Linked DNA regions of Hordeum vulgare: region 2 is linked to region 1. A link is a contact called in public Hi-C data. All regions are on one chromosome and are shown on one strand. The core of a region is the stretch at or near the end of the contact, and the rest is flanking DNA. Distances in the headings are between cores, read along the strand shown. Region 1 holds the start of LOC123443829. Region 2 holds the start of LOC123443830 (serine/threonine protein phosphatase 2A 55 kDa regulatory subunit B beta isoform-like).

Region 1 (2,932 bases), core at 96-2,595:
TAAGGGTTGGATGAGTTCAATCTAACCAACTCTATTTTTTTGAGGAAAACAAGATCTTTATTCATTAGATATAATCAAAACATCGTTTAAAAGAATCGATACAACTTCATCTGGTGGTTCATCAAACCAGTCAGAAGCCCTAGAAAATTTAGCTAATCTAGCAAATTCATGAGCTACTTTATTAGCCTCTCTATTACAATGTTCGAATCTACTAGCAACAAAATCACAAGAAAAATGGAAACAATCATCAAAAATTGTCGCCGCCGCTCCCGCAGATCGTCCTCCTTCCTTCATTGACTCAATAACCTCCATATTGTCCGAGTTGATAATAAGACGATTACATCCTACCTTTTGCGCTAGAGTTAGACCAAATCTGAGAGCCATTGCTTCAGCCATCAATACATCCGAGCAGTGGTCAATCTTGCTATTACCCCCTGCAATGAAATTTCCTTTACCATCATGAAGAACCGCCCCATCGTACCCCGTAACAGATCATGATCAAAAGAAGCATCGACGTTAAGTTTTACAAAACCCCTAGGTGGATGGGACCATCCCTCTTTTCTAATGGATGCCTTTGGGGATGATGCATTGACAAAATTTGTTGTTAGAGCCAATATACCCATAGATATCATACGCACATCCTGAGTATTCTCGTTATGCACCAGCTTTCGCCTTTTCCACCATAAATACCATGCAGAAATTGCTATCATTTCACGAACGTTATGGCGTCCCATAATCCTCAATTCTTGGTCAGGTAAAAGCAGTAAATATTGCAATACCGCCTCACCAGCCCTATCAATCTCACAAGCTTTCTCAATAATATCATCCATTCCTAATCTCTTCCAGACTTCCTGTGATTTAGAGCACTGAAATAGCAAATGCTTAGTATCTTCAAGACACTCAAAACACTGAGAACAGATTGGTGAAACTTTCATATGCCTATCTGCAAGCGTAGCACGACAAGGAAGAGTGCCATGTAGTGTATGCCAGATGAAAATCTTAAACTTTTGCCGGGCAAGATAATTTCCAGATCTTTTTTCAAGTAGGATTTACTGTTGAACGATCCATCCCACTGGCATGTCTTCACTTACCTTCATGTTTATGGTTTCATTCTAACAAATATGCAGATTTAACCAACTCTAACCTAGGATCCAAACGAAGCGATGGACTGACTAATTCGCTCGTGTCCGCAGACGAAAGCGGTGTCCGGTTTGCCGGGAGATGCCCTAAACAACTTCCGTGCTCAAAACTAGTGAACTGACAATAATACCCTCAACTTCTCGTGCCAAAACCCAGGGAGTTGACAATAATACCCTTCCCCTCCCAATCTTGAGCACCCACACCCCTACCATCCCGTCGCCGTCCTCCTCTCCCTCCCCCCCTCCCCCTCTCTCGATCTCCTCCCACCTCACCTCCTCCTCGCCTCTTGCCGACGTTTCGTCAAGGTACTTTCCCATCCAAAACCTTAGCTTCTCCTATCAGATCAACCACTCTCTTCAGTCTAATCCGGCAATAGATCCGCGCAACCAGATCTGATACCTTCGGTTTGATCCGTTTTCGCGTCCGCATCGTAGGTTCCGGCGGCGATGGCGGCGAGGCTCGCGCAGCTGCGGACCAAGGCGGCGCAGGCGGCGGAATTCGCCTCGAAGCACGGCGGCGCCTACTACAAGGAGGCGATGGAGAAGAACAAGCAGTACGTCGTGCAGCCCCCCTCCGTGGAGAAGTGCCAGGAGCTCTCCAAGCAGCTCTTCTACACGCGCCTCGCGAGGTAAAGCCCCTAAACGATTATATTTGTCCAACCGTCTGTACATGTGGTGTGGTTCCAATCGGGGCTGTTGCGCAGCATCATTGGATCTGCTCGTGCTCGTAGCAACGGTGGTGGTCAGGGTGTGGTTGAGGTTTCCCCCGTAATTGCCTACCATCTCTGTTGCTGCCCGTATATCTTCAGTTAGCCTAGCTGAACAGGAGCATAGTGGATACTAACTTTTTACAGAAATTAGATATAATTGTTCAATATATAGCAGGGGCCACGTGTGATTGGGTGATTGAGCGAGCGTAGTTCTTCACTTGCTGCACCATTTATGAATTATGACTTACTCTATATCATACGGGAATTTTGGAGATCTCTTGTATGTGCCATCCACAATGTAGCTGAAATCTGAGTGGTTGGGGGGAAGACCATTGCTACATCAGCAATTTCCGGTTAGCCGGGTTTTTTTTTTTCTACTGTGATCCGGGGCTTATGCTTTGCTAGGCAGGTACTATGCTAATTGTTTACATGATGCTTACTCTAGGTAGCTACCAGGACAGAGCAATTCAGCTAGGTGTACGTGGTGGGACAGTGTCACCTTACTCCTAACTAGATGACCCTCTTGTAGAACACTATTTAAGATTGCTAAACTTTGTATGTGGATGGAGATGCATCTTTGTTACCTGAAACGATAACTGTCACTTCAATCTAGCAAGATCTGCAATGTTCAATAATTTGGTTTTAATGGATAAATCACAATTCTGCAAGTCAGGCAAGGTACCTACTTGTGTGAGGGAAATATGTATGTCCTGGAGTTGGCACAAGTTTGAGATTTCATAATAATGGAAACAATATATGCCAAGCTTATGCCTGATCACCTGTGCAGTTTTGTTTTGTTGCTATGTTTGTATATTTTTCTTTGACCCATGTTGCATGGAGACATCACAGAGGTAGCATAAAGGACGATTGTTTAGGTGAAATCATAGTCTCTTGTGAAGTCGATATATCATAAATAAAAGTCAATCTACTATGTAGGATATTCGAGAACTGAGTCTTAACACATATAGCTCTCAGTGAAACATTTGCCATTTTTCTGCTTGTTTGCAAGAAATTGATTCAACTGTTGCCTGCAAACATTCCAGTAAAATATCATGCTGATCTGAGTTATTGGCAGGAAGAGTG
Region 2 (3,047 bases), core at 67-2,566, 140 kb before region 1:
AGCAGCGTGTCACGTCAATTTTTGTTTTTATCATTTATTTACTCGAGGACGAGCAGGAATTAAGCTTAGGATATTGATACGTCTGCAACGTATTTATAAATTTTAATTGTTCCATGCTATTATATTATCATTCTTGATACTTTATGCATTTATACGTTGTTTTATACCATTTTTGAGAACTAACCTATTTTCTTTTTGAAAAAAACTTGGAAACTAACCTATTAACTCGGTGTCTAATGTGAGTTGATGTTTTATGTGTGTTTTTGACTTTTCACGAAATCAATGCTAAACAAAGTCCAAATGCAACAAAACTTTTTGACGATTTTCTATGAACAAAAATAAGACCTCGAAGCTTTGGAGGAAGAAGAGACACTACACGGGGTGGTGCCAAGCCAACATGACGCGTCCTGATTACTTGGGACCACCTCCTGACGCCTCCCGACCTAACTCCGCCTCTATTAATATTCTAAAATCGGGAAAACAAGAGAGAGCCACCCGAAACACTTTTTCCATCACCGCAAATCTCTATTCCATCATGATCCCATATGGAGTCCCATTCCGGTGTCCTGTCGAAGGAAGAACGATCATGAAGGACCTCTACATCAACCTTTCTGCTCCTATGATGATGTGTGAATAGTCTAGCATCGACCTATGGGTCCATAGCTAATACCTAGATGACTATCTCTCTCTATGAACTTTAATGCAAAGTTCACCATGATTCCCACGATAATTTGAGATCGACATTGTTTGAAGGCTACATCACCACCTTGTATCATTCAGTCGTGTATTTGGTTTGATGTTTGTTTTACCTATAAAGTGAGACCGAAATCTATTTCAAGGGGTAGTTTGGCTTTTACTTAGGCATATCAGTTCTCTTTGTACTCACTCTGTCACAGTTTAGAAGACATACTTGAAAATTCTCTGAAACCCAGATGGTTATCGATTGGGTGTAAGATGGATTAAAAAATAACATTTACACTATGCATGCAATGCGTCTTAAACCTTGTCTATTATGAAAATGCACGTAAACTTAACCGTATCTTTTAAACTGTGACGAAGGAAGTATTTAGATTTTTATTTGAAGAAAAAGAGGGGGGAGAGAGAGAGAGGACGCATGCCCGATTGCTCCGTCATCCATGTTTTCGTCGTCGCAGCGAGGGCAGGGCTCCCGGCAATGGCAACCCATGACGCCAAGAATGACTGCATCATAAATCGGGAAAACAATTTCTTTTGGTTTCCTCCTTCCCTCTCCGGTTGTCGTATGCGCCCCCGCCCCCACCACCCTCCCCTCTCCCAATCTCCCTTTCTTATTGGCCATTTCGCCCCATGAAACCCCAAACCCTCGCCGGCCTCGCCACACCCGCCGCGTAGCACCGCACCATCGCGCCACCCCCCCCTCGCCGTCGCCGGGGAACCCCGCCACCAATCCCGCCCCGCCTCCTCCCGTCCACGCCCGCGCCCACTTGTCCGATCCAGCCCTACACGATGAACGGGGCAGCGGCGCCCGAGCCCACGGAGGCCCTGGCCCCGTCCCCCCAGGCGCCGCTCGACTGGAGGTTCTCGCAGGTCTTTGGCGAGCGTGGGGCCGGCGAGGACGTCCAGGATGGTACCGATCGACCCCTCTTTGCTCTCTATCGTCCCTCCCTTTGGTTTCTTCGTCGCTGGTACCAGCTGGATCTTAGTGTTTCTCTGCTCCCGAGCTGGGTATGAGGCTAGGAGCCGTGAATGGCTGCTTATCATGCGATGGTTGGGTGATTCCTGCGCGGATCGACCCACGAACTCGCCCGCTGTAGAGGTGGCTCCGGATGTCTTGTTCCAAAGCTCGATGCTTTGGTACTGGGGACGTGGGATTTGTTGCTTCGTCCCCTCCAGATCAGTGATGATTCCTGTTGTTGATGCTGTGTAGGTAGTTTTCACTGGTACGTAGTAAATGTGTAGGCACCGTGCCATTGGGTCGAGCAGTCAAGGTGGTGGAGCAGTCAAGGTCTTTCCATTAAAGGGTAGAGTGTGTCATATAAGAGTCAAGCTGAATACCATATGTTGGATTGTGTATATGTAATAAGTTATCACGGTTGTGTGTTTAGGTTGGCAACTGACTTTGGCCAGACAAATGCATGTTGTCGTGCAGCGAGCGACCAACAATCATGATTGTCTGTTCTTGTACTTATTATGTAAGCTTAGTGCTATGAAATAAGATAATATACAATACAATAGAGCTTGGGTTTGAGCGTACGCCTTATTGTTTTTTTGAAACGGTAGGCGGACAATAAAAAAAATCCCAACACAGAATTCATGATTTTCAGACAAAGATGGACGCCCACTGGAACGTGTATGAATGGATTTTATTTCTGTTCATTTACATTTTCATACTTGATTATTGTTCATCTATCCCAATCTAGCTCGGTGCAGTGTCACTTGGCATATACACCTAAAAGGTCAAACCCTTTTTAGGGAAAAGAAAGTTAAGCTCTTGATTGAACATGAAAATGTTGCCTGCGTTGCTTTGTTCTCTAATCTTAATTGCTAATTTCAATATCTGCTTCTGACAGTCATATTTGTAAGCCACATGGATTTTTAAATGCTTGGTCATTTCCATTATGTTGGTCTGTAGCACTAGCACCTAGTTCAACACAATCACTTAGTTTTGGTTAATGTTGATCCTCAGTTTTTTATTGTTTTGCCCGGCTGAATTAAACTTGTTGTGAGTCAATCTACTGCTTAACCCTGTGGGGCCAACTTATACAAAAGCTTCCACACTTGATGGACTTTGGTGTGTATATAAGCATGGTAGCAATGTTTTAAAAAACCTGTGATGCCAATTGACCTCACAGCTCATGTAGCACTGACACTCTACTGCTTTAAAGTTACTGAAGGCTTTGAACACACTTGACGAAAACAGTGCTATTCTTGGTATATTTTCCTCCTGTTGCATCTTGCTTCGCAGGCTTTTAACCTTGTTTTCTATGTGCTTGTTAGTGATGACATTAATAAGTAGGTATGATTGCATGCTAGTATACATGTTTATCCCCAATGCTTCTTGTATGACC

What was found. A called contact is a pair of places that touch in the nucleus more often than the background predicts.
Region 2: a contact with region 1 is called in a Hi-C map of seedling, with 3 times the contacts expected there. The contact joins the promoter of LOC123443830 here to the promoter of LOC123443829 in region 1. A contact is called at or near these places in 3 of 6 Hi-C or Micro-C datasets (leaf and seedling) and 1 of 1 datasets of contacts at active chromatin or transcription factors (embryo).

The regions. Positions count from the first base shown.
Region 1 is chr3H:348,939,939-348,942,870 of MorexV3_pseudomolecules_assembly, reverse strand. LOC123443829 reads left to right here and starts at 1,345. Exons shown (of 3, transcript XM_045120356.1): 1 at 1,345-1,445; 2 at 1,575-1,768. The coding sequence starts at 1,587.
Region 2 is chr3H:349,078,162-349,081,208 of MorexV3_pseudomolecules_assembly, reverse strand. It overlaps LOC123443830 (serine/threonine protein phosphatase 2A 55 kDa regulatory subunit B beta isoform-like), which reads left to right and starts at 1,316. Exons shown (of 14, transcript XM_045120358.1): 1 at 1,316-1,606. The coding sequence starts at 1,486.